Regions from separate parts of the Mus musculus genome. Here all the other regions are linked to region 1. A link is a contact called in public HiChIP or PLAC-seq and promoter capture Hi-C data. All regions are on one chromosome and are shown on one strand. The core of a region is the stretch at or near the end of the contact, and the rest is flanking DNA. Distances in the headings are between cores, read along the strand shown.

The links. Promoter capture Hi-C pulls out the DNA fragments that hold promoters and counts their contacts. HiChIP or PLAC-seq counts read pairs in DNA pulled down with a chosen protein or histone mark.
Region 2: a promoter capture Hi-C map of embryonic stem cells shows a contact between it and region 1, with 2.2 times the contacts expected there. The contact joins the promoter of Mroh6 here to the promoter of Top1mt in region 1. A contact is called at or near these places in 6 of 39 promoter capture datasets (the HPC-7 cell line, cranial neural crest, embryonic stem cells and 3 more), 1 of 15 datasets of contacts at CTCF or cohesin (embryonic stem cells), 5 of 484 Hi-C or Micro-C datasets (all in embryonic stem cells), 4 of 115 datasets of contacts at active chromatin or transcription factors (embryonic stem cells and pancreatic cancer cells) and 3 of 9 other capture datasets (adipose tissue, embryonic stem cells and liver).
Region 3: a contact with region 1 is called in a CTCF HiChIP or PLAC-seq map of the NIH/3T3 cell line, with 9 read pairs. The contact joins the enhancer-like site here to the promoter of Top1mt in region 1. A contact is called at or near these places in 1 of 15 datasets of contacts at CTCF or cohesin (the NIH/3T3 cell line) and 3 of 9 other capture datasets (adipose tissue, liver and pancreatic islet).

Annotation. Positions count from the first base shown.
Region 1 is chr15:75,677,258-75,680,560 of GRCm38.p6, forward strand. It overlaps Top1mt (DNA topoisomerase 1, mitochondrial), which reads right to left and starts at 1,543. Exons shown (of 14, transcript NM_028404.3): 1 at 1,396-1,543. The coding sequence starts at 1,499.
Region 2 is chr15:75,887,051-75,890,353 of GRCm38.p6, forward strand. Mroh6 (maestro heat-like repeat family member 6) reads right to left here and starts at 1,722. Exons shown (of 14, transcript NM_001282443.2): 1 at 1,377-1,722; 2 at 984-1,136; 3 at 672-826; 4 at 1-68. The coding sequence starts at 1,673.
Region 3 is chr15:75,818,678-75,821,980 of GRCm38.p6, forward strand. The region is part of intron 3 of Zc3h3 (zinc finger CCCH type containing 3); the gene reads right to left. Among named protein-coding and RNA genes, the nearest start is that of Zc3h3, 22 kb to the right of the region's middle. Within about 2 kb of position 1,839, at least 65 of the 459 cell types and tissues checked have an H3K27ac peak or open chromatin away from gene starts, as enhancers often do. A contact at or near this core is called in the NIH/3T3 cell line, where this site is marked.

The sequences.
Region 1 (3,303 bases), core at 293-2,792:
TGGCTGTCCTGGAACTCACTCTGTAGACCAGGCTGGCCTTGAACTCAGAAATCTGCCTGCCTCTGCCTCCCAGTGCTGGGATTAAAGGCGTGCAGCACCGCTGCCCCGAGACAAATAGTTTTTTAAAGGGCCTTTCTCGCTCTTCCTGCAAAGAAGGGACCAGGTGTGGTGGAGCTACAATGCCTGAAAGTGAGCATAGGTGGGGAGGTCAGGGGACAAGGGACCATGTCCTGAGCCAGTAAACAATTCCAGGTGTGCCCTCAGAAAGTAAGGAGCGGGCCGGGCTTCATAAACAGAGCAGCTCTTGCAAAGTAGCCAGAACTTGGATGCCTGAGGGGTGTGAGGGGTGAGAGGTGTCCCATGAACCATGCAGGAGGGAAAAAGAGAAAAGTGGTGGCCAAAGGTTCCCAGAGATAGGGGTTTAAATCCCATTCCGCTTCTCATGTGGGTCTAGGTGGGGAACAGTTCGGTGGCTGCATGCAGAAGTGCTTCGTGACACGACTCAGGCAGCTTTCCTCCAACATTCAGCCCAATTCGATGTCATAAAATGTGGACAAGCACCTCAGAACCTACACTGAGCGGCAAGCTCATTACCCAAACTGCTAGGCGAAGTCTACGGCCATCCCCATTTCACAGACAAGGACACTGAGATTGGGGCTATAAACAACTACTGTGGCGTGGCGTGGCGTGGGTGACATTCCTTTGTCCCACTGGAGAAGAGTATCAAGGAAGTTACCCCGATGTCCTGCTGTGAAGCCCTGTGTCTTCTCCTAGAGGCCACAACTCAGCCCCATTTGGAGAGTCAGGACAGCCCTGTCTTTCCCCTGGAATTTCTAGAGCCTAAGAGCTTAGCTGCCCCAGTCCGGGGCTGAGCTATCAAAAGCAGGTCAGCAGGTCAGCTGTAATGGCTGGCCCTGGAAGGGCTGTCTTCGCTGTGAACCCACCCACCACTCGGGCGATTAGACCAGGACATCCCCGCTCCCCAAGTGCTGTGAGCAACAATCCCACAACCCAGAGCTGGGCGCTTCCGGGAACCTCAGTACACGAGGGAAAGGTTGAAAAATCAGAATCTCACATATAATCTCAGCCTGGACAGCCATCCCAACCCCTAGGAAGTCCCTCGGGGCAGGCTGGTGACGTAAGGTAGGTATTGAAAGCTAAGGCCACGTGACAAAGAGTGTAAGAATCGTGGAGTGGGCCTGAGACCAATCAGGGAATCTGGGAACCACACTCCAAAGGGACCTCCTCCAAACCAAACGCGGCAGCCTGGAGGCCCAGACCCAATTACATGGGTGACCGATTTTTCCCAATGTGTCCGGTGTGGCCCGGCACAGGAGCAGGATTAGGCAAGTCACTGAGCCCTGTCTCGCCTGAGCTCCGTCCCACCCGCCTTACCCGGCTCTGTTCGCCTTCGCGACCCGGGACACCTGACAGGAAGGGACGCGGCAGGGGACATGCTGGAAACGCCGGCACAGGGCTCTGAGCCACAGCAGCAGCATGCGTGTGCGTGCATGCGTGGGCTCTGCCCGCTTTCCGAGGCCACGCCCTTCTGACAGAGCTCCGCCCCCACACGTCCAGGAGTCCCGCCCTGCCCGCCCACCTTGGGAAGGCGTCCCCAGCCAGGGCCGAGCATTGCCCCTCTCCCAGCGCTTCTACCTGCCATGGCAACCTGAGGAAGTCATGAGTAGACACACTTGGTCAGAGGGCCCTATCTACCCATCTAAGTGGCAAAACACCGAGTACCCACACCTCCAGGAGGACGCAGTTGCAGACACCAGCTGCCCTGCTCAAAGCAACTTCCTCTAGGCGACTGACCAACAGCACTGGAAGTCCTGCAAAAACTGCTGTTGCCTAGGCTCGCCGCCAAGAGACCAGGGCCATAAGCCATAGGCTCCCCCCTTCAACACATTCAGATCTGAAGACATGTGTACCAAGATCTCAAGACATTTGTACCAAGCAACAAAAATCTCCTAATCCGCGGACAGCTGCTCCCCGAGCCAGCAGCAGGCAGCCTTGGTATTTCCACTGAAACAGCACACAGGCCTGCAAGAAAGTGGTGAACAGGAAAGGTAAAAAATGAGACGGAGACCAGCAAGAAAGAGCTAGCCTATCCTGTAGGTCCCGCCCACGGTTACCAACTCACTGGATTCCTACTGACATCTAGCGGCCCGAGGCAGGAACAGAGCCGGGGAGAGGCTAGTGGGCCCCCTGCTGGACACGGCCAGTACTACAAAAAGTTTGCTGAGTATGATCAACAGACCAGCAAGACTTTGGGCATTCCAGGTCTGTAGCTGGCTGTCCAGGACCCTTGTACCCTTGAAGACCAGCTGGAGTTGTGACAGTTGGGGAGCATGGCCTCACAGCGTTCATATCCTCATAGCAGGTAAAAGGAGCCCTGTTTGCAACTGAGACCAGGCTTGAGGAAGAATTTCAGGTAGATGATGATGAATGCTGGAGCTGACAGTCAGACCTCCTGAGCCCAAAGTCCGTCATAAGGCTGTTCTGTGACAGCAGTGTCCACTCACACGTCGTAGCCGCCAACAGAGAGCTGGAGGGTGGGGAGGGCTTCATTGTGTAGAAGCCACAATTCAGGATAAGCAGGGGCATTTGACTTCAATACAAACTCAATGCAACCATCTCATTACGAGTAACATACAAGCGTTTTCACGTCGCTTTCCTCAACTTGATGGGCTACAATGGCCTGTGTCTGCCTGTGGGAGTCCACCATCTGCTCTTTACTAGACAAGTTTAATTTCTCTGAATCTCAGCCTCCTCCAGCACCTCCTCCAGAAAGTCTGATAAGAGCGAGGCAGACACATACACACTCAGAGACTTCAACCGCCTCTCTCCCTGGCGCCCCTGAAACCCACAGCTCAAAACTCCACTGCAGCAGCTGGAGAGATGGCACAGCCAATGAGTGCTTGCTGCACCAGCATAAGGGTCTGAGTTTGAGCCCTAGCACCTATGTTGAAAAGCAAGGTGGCACACTCTTGTAACCTCAGCTCTGGGGAGGCAGAGACAGGCAGAGACAGGCTGGCTTGATGGCCAGCCAGCCTAGCCAATTAGTGAGTTCCAGTAGGTTGACTGACACCTGAGGTTGTCCTCTGGTCTTCATTTGCGCGCGCGCGCGCGCACACACACACACACACACACACACACACATTGTGTGCATGTGAACGCACACCCATTGAAGCTCCACTTCAAGCGAGGCTCCTCTGAATTTCAGCTCGCACCTCCCCAACCATCCACAGCACAGAAAACTGCCCCACCATGGCCCTGAGGTTTGCCAACGGCTCTCACTGT
Region 2 (3,303 bases), core at 472-2,971, 210 kb after region 1:
GTTGCACCAACACCTGCCCGTTTACTCGCTGATTCCGGCTTAGGCTTCGCCACAGCTCAGAGGCTGCCCTAGGGGTGAGGGGCCATGTAGTGAAGAGGAGTTGCAAAGAATCCTCAGGAAAGCCCACCACGGCGACCTCTAGGAAAAGGCTCCAGAAGCAAACCATCCTTTACCCTTCCACCATCCCATATCCCAGAGAAGACAAACGCAGACGACAACAGAGCCAGCCCCAGAGATCAGCAGCCCTCTGGACTACACTGTGAGCCCCGTTGTGTCAGCTACTGGGAAACAGACCTAACATTATTTTTTTTAATTTTTAAAATTATTGTAAAGAATTAACCAAAAATAAATATTGGGGTAAATGACCCGAAGAGCCAGAGGCTTCTAGGTGATCAAGCCACCGTGCTTACTTATGCCGCCCACATCTTCAGGTAAAAAGCAGGGGATGGAGGGAAAGGAGAAGAGAGAGAGAGAGAGGAGAGTGTCAGAGTTAAACTAAACCCAGGTATGGTGGTGTAACACCAGCAAAAGTCTAGGGGAAGGGATTTCCGGGGCCCTATTCCCTTACTGCCCGGTGCTGCAGGAACCAGATCCTATGACCAAGCTATCAAGCGGGAAGGGGGAAGGAAGCCGCGTGGGGCAGCGCAGCGCGGCTGGGCGGGGAGGGTTACCGGTCCGGGGGTAGCGAACTGGGTAGCAGCGCACACACCACGTCCTGCGCATGCTCCAGAGCCAGTGCGCTCAGCACCCGTAGGGCTGCCCTCCGGGGTCTCCCCTCTGCCAGGCTAGGGACCTGTGCCAGCAGCCCACGCACCAGACCGTGGACCTGGGTAAAAGGAACAAACGTCAGTAGTTAGAGCCCCAGGACCTCAAAAGGAAACTCTTGCCAGCACCGCACCTCCCTACACTCAGAGCAGCCTTTAGGGGGAGTGTGGTCGAGGTTGAAGGGAGGCTTGCAGGATTCTCTGGATGGGGATGCTAACCTGGTCCTCCAGCCGCTGCCCCCGGGCTTCCAGGGCTGAGGACAGAGTGAGCGCTGTTGCCTGGGTCCCGGCATAGCCAGCCTCCTCCAGACAGGCAGCTGTATACAACGCAAGGTCTGCAAGGGTTCCTTCCTCCCAGGAATACTGGGAAGCCTATGATGGAAGAATGAAACGTGGAGTTTCTGAAGTCCCCAAGCCGATCTCAACTATCCTCCCTAGTCCTCCAGTCTTCCCATCCCTCAGATGGCGACAAACCTTCCTCCCGTATGATCTTTTCCATCCGTTTACCCTCAGGACTCCTCAATGCCCCCCCCCCCCCCGTACTTCTTGTCTTTCTAGTGCCCAAGTGAACAGCCAAACTTTGCATCATCCAGCATCTGCCCTCTTACTCACCTGGTACGGTCTCTCGGGGGCTGGCTCCTGGGCATTGTGTGGGGAATAGATCTCACTACCAGCTGTGGGGGCAACCACTTCATTCCCAGGCTGGGCCTCAAAGGCAGGGGTGAGTGTTTGAATATAGGGCTCAGGCTCGGGCCCAAGCTCCTGGGGATCAGACTGAGGGCCTGTAGAAGAGGGTCCCACAGGCTGCCCCTGGCTAGCCCGGATTCCTTCCGCTAGAGCTGTCAGAGTTAGGGAGCCCACAGGGCCGTCCCGGCCGTCCCGGCCCCGACCCCACACACCCCCAGCCATAGTGTTCCTACCAGCGGCACCTGCCACCACTCTTCCAGTGAAGTTGTGTCCAGACCTGACCTAGAATCAGGCCCCGGGCGGGCCCACAGGCGGGCCTACAGACAGGCGTGGTGGCGTGGGCATAGACGTAGGTACATGCGAGTCTGAGCATGTGCCAGTGATTGGCTGTTCAATCACAGAGATATCCTAGCATGGACTTGTGAAGGGTGTCTGCCCAGGCTGCTGGAGCCAAGTGGGACATGGCCACTGCATAGTCTGGCCCTGCCCACCAGTGTCCATGGAGATCATGGACTATCGTGGAGGAGAGAAAGGTCTTTAACCCAACTGCCCATCCCCCTCTTGCCTGGGGGAGGGGTCCAGGGCAGTTTTAGATCCTTCTGAGGAAGCCCCAGTAGGGTCAGGGGCTGGGCTAGACCACATAGCCAAATATCCTAGGAACGGGCGTGGTCAGGTACTGTCATTCTCCCTGAACTTGAAACACTTGGGGTGTGGAGCAAATGAGGTGAGGCTGGTGATGCCTCCTAAATACATTTGCAAGTGCCCACTATTGTTGATGCGGGCTCCTCTGCATCCTTGCCAGTCCCGAGGTGGTATGTCTCATGCCCTGTCTGTCCAGCCCCTCCTTCTCTGAGACTGTCTTCCCTGTGTCTGCGTAGGCAGTGTGTATGTATACTGTTCGCCCGGTTGTCTTCCTTTCCAGGTTCATGCTCCCCAGGGCTGGCCCAACCTCTACCCTAAATCCCCGCTCTCCACCCAACCACACTATAGGCACTGCCCAGCGCTAAGCCAGGGAAGCTAGATGAACTAGTCTGACAGACTGCTCCAGGCGGAAGTGCATGGGGAAGTATTCCAAGCAGTGGGCATTCACGCTCTTCAGCTCCTATACCTCGGGCTACCCAAGCCCCAACTCTGCCTCCCACCAAGCCATGAACCAAACCATGTGGTGGTTTGAATAAGAATGGCTCCCAAAGGCGCATGCATTTGAATGCTTAGTCACCAGGGAGCGGTGTTATTCTAAGATTAGGATCCGGAGGTGTGGCCTTCTTGAAGGAAGTGTGTCACAGGGGTGGGCTTTGAGGTTTCAAAAGCACATGCCAAGGCTAGGGTCTCTTTCAGAATGTAGAACTCTCCCCTCTGTCACCATTACCGTGCCTGCATGTATGTCCCCACCATGATGATCATTGATCATGGACTAACCTCTGAAACCATAGGAAAGCCTCCAATTAAATGCTTTCTTTGCCAAGAGTTGGTCGCCATGGTCATGGCGTCTCTTCACAACAATGGTAGGGTGCCTAAGACACTCCAACTGTCTCTGGAGCAATTCTTCCTGAGTCTTACCTAGCTTGCTGTACCCAGACAGCTCCAGCCCTCGCTGAGGCAGCTCCTTGGATCCTCAGCTTTTTAAATCTCCTCCTCCTTCCTCGGTTACTGGGTCAGAAACTGAGACCTCCCACCCCCACCCCCAAGGCCTATAACAGATGATAGATCAGGCAGGGATGGCTGGCTTGGGACGCCTGACATAGGCACATTGCCCTTAGCAGATACAAGCGCCTGGGGCTATGATTAGACTCTGACACCCCATCTCAGAACCTCCCTATCTGCTTCTAGTAGTAGGTGAGGGCTTTCATAA
Region 3 (3,303 bases), core at 589-3,088, 140 kb after region 1:
GTGCTTCCAGAGCCTGCCCGTCTGTTTTTCTAAATAAGGCAGGATGGCAGCTAAGGCAGGAAGCGACTGGTGAACCCTCCCCGCCGGCACGCTAGCACGGCAGGAGCTGCCAGGGACCATGCTCTAACAAGCTTCAGATGTGGGATGGCTGGAATCACAGCGTATGAATTTTTATGAGTCTAATAAATCACTCTACTTTTCCTGTGCTTGATAGTTTCCAGCAAATCAAAAGGGAAAAGACATGCCACGAGCAGCCGGGCCCTCGGGTCTGCTGGTGGGCACAGGCAGCATAACGGGGCACCTCGGCTCTGTTCTCTAAGGACGAGGCCAGTATGGCCAGAAGGCCCCTTTGGAACAGCAGCAAAGCATCATGAAGGTGGAAGTTCCTTAGCTCTAGAAAGACACTGCCAGAATTCCAAAATGGTACAAAAACATGCCTCAAGTTCTTGCCAGCAGAGGACTGTAGTCATACGGGCAGCGGCAGAAACAGGTCTTATAGTTCCCAGCTTCACAAGGACAGTGACACATATGTACACACACATACCTATGTTCACCTAACACAGAAAAAAGCAGGAAGAGCCAGCCCTATGAGAGGAAGAGGCTCCTGGCTGTCAAGTCCCAGACCCAGCTCAGGTTCCTGACTGAAGCCATTCTGTCTCCTCCAGTATACATGGCCAAGTGACTGTCCACATCTCCTAGCCCACAGCTGGCTTGTCATCAGCCTTCATTGCAGCACCATGGAAACAAGGAATCCATCTTTGACAAACATTTACAGATTATCAAATCACAACAGCAGCCCCAGACAGAGCCATAAGTCACCCTAAGCAGCCATTCGCACTGCAGTCTGAGGAGTTTGGGCAGCTCGGTGATGATAAATAACTGCTGTCATCCACCCTGTCCCCCTGTGCAAGATCCGTGTTCTCTGTTGTTCCACACTACCTGGTGTTTAATGACAACACTGTCAGCCCAACACTCAGCCACCAAAGCTGCTGCCGCCTCAGACTGTCAGAGCCCTATTAGAGGGAAGATTGAGACCCTACTCTTCCTAAAGTCACTCAAGCAACACAAGCTGCTAGTTCCTGTAATTATTGTGCGCTAGCCATCGATCGTGCACGACACCTGACCCGCCTGTATGAAATGGGAGTAGTTTGCTGTGTGACAGTCGCTATAGATTATGGGGGTAGATCTCCCCTCCCCTTCTAACCATCACTCTACCCGACCTTAAAGGCTGGTGAAAGAAGGAGGAAAGATAGTGCCACCCACCATCAGAGAGCTGCCACCCACAGAGTGGAGGTGGGCCTGCCCAGACTTCAGGGGGCCGCTCAAGTAGCCAGCCCCTAACTGGCTTGCAGCTGCACCCAGTCAACTTCAGATCCCAGACGACTAGAAGATAGCCTGTTCCACTTCAATATTCTACAGGGACTTAGGCATATTGTCAGCATATGGGAAAGAACCTTCCTTGGTACTGAGTCCTGGCTGGATCATAGATCATGATGCTTCACCTTGTTGATCTGCTGTGACACTAGCTCCAAGTAGGCAGAGGCACAGTGCTCCCTCTATGCCATAGGACCACCTATAACCCCCAAACCATAATGTAGCACACACCAAAGATGGAAACCTGCTGCTAAACCGAATGCTCCAGTCCCTAAAGATAGGGATAGTCCCAACTCACCCAACTAAGTTCATCCTTGCTCCACCATCCCTGTGACCTAGGGACCCTGGGACCCTTCTCCTCTTCCTTGGGATGCTTATGTCCCCAAGCCCTCTAGAGACCATGCCCTCACACGGAAGCTAGTCAAACTCACAGACATGCATGGGCATCAGCACAGTACCAGAGGGCAGGGCCTGCCTGTGTCAATGCCACACCTCCAAGCTCTGAGTAAGGCATAGGCAGAATGCTCAGGCCCTCCTCACTCAATTTCAGGGGACAGGCCATAGCGACCTTTTAATCCAGATTTAGGTTCCCTCAATTTCTTTGGTCACAGCTAGCTAAATCCCCAGGCACCCAGGCACTGCTATGTAAACTCCAGCATGGTATACAAGGCAAAGTAGGAGGACAGGGCAAAGGACAGGCTGCATCTGAGGCCCCCCAGAACCTGAGCTGCTAAAGTCACTAAATGATTTCATTGGAAATCTGAGGAAGCAGCCTCAGCTTACCCTAAAAAGCCACAGATTGAACCATCATGGGACTAATTCCCTCCTACCCATAGTGGTGACTCAGAAGCCAAGAGGACAGATCACAAGGCTGAGTAGCTGCCAGATGGCCTGAGGTCCTAACTCCATCTTGTAAACTTCCCCAGAGAGCACAAGCATCCTGCTCACCAAAGCTTGCCCTTTTCTTGGCATCCCTCCTCTTACTACCTGAGTTAGAGCCAAGAAAAGATGCTCTGAAAGAAGCCTGAAAACCACACTAAAAAAACAGGCACAACTTAGAGGAAGCTGTACTGCTCTTGTTAACACTGGGTTACCAGGCCCTTCTTGGCCACTCTTCATTTTCCTCCTGGGCCAACCTGGCCTTCTACTACGGAGCAATGAGCCAGCTGCAGAGGGAAACCCTAGGAGCTAGATACTAAGTATGCTAAGCCTTTGGGACTATGTCACTGAGTCTGCACTGTGAACTACACTCTCGGGAAAGATCTAGTTCATGTCACAGCTTTCATATTCACCTGTGCTTCTGCACATTCACCCTTGTGTGTGTGTGTGTGTGTGTGTGTGTGTGTACACTGCCCACAGAGCTGTCAGTACAGATTGGGGCCTTGAGAAATCAGCAAGGGTCTCCCCAACCCCCAGCCCAGTTTAGATCCCAGCAGACAGCAGGGTTCCCTCCCTGGCCTCAAATGAAGCCCACTGGTAGGATAGGCACCATCGCCCTCAAAATGTGAAAAATACATCCTTCTTCCCTGGAGTCTCCCAGACAGTAACAATGACACAATCTGCTTCAACATCTCCTGGGAACATCCCCTCAGGAGCAAAGAACCTGCTAGGGCCTGAGGACGGGAAGCAGCAAATGCTATATGAACCCAGGCAAAGGGTGTCCTAGAGAGGAAGGGTCCTCAACACAACGCAGCATCTCTGTGAACCTGGAATCCTTCTGACCACAGGACGCTCCAATGAGGTGGAACAGGGAGGGAAGGAAGGAGCAGAAGGGACTGTGCTGTGGTCTGGGAAGGGCTGAGGGGGTACAAAGCCCACAGGTGCTAGTCAACTAGAATTAGGCAGACAGCTGCAGCAGCAGACTGGTGAGTGGATCTCAAACGGTACTGGCCCACTCCCACATGCAGCCCTCTAATTTACCTACAGTGC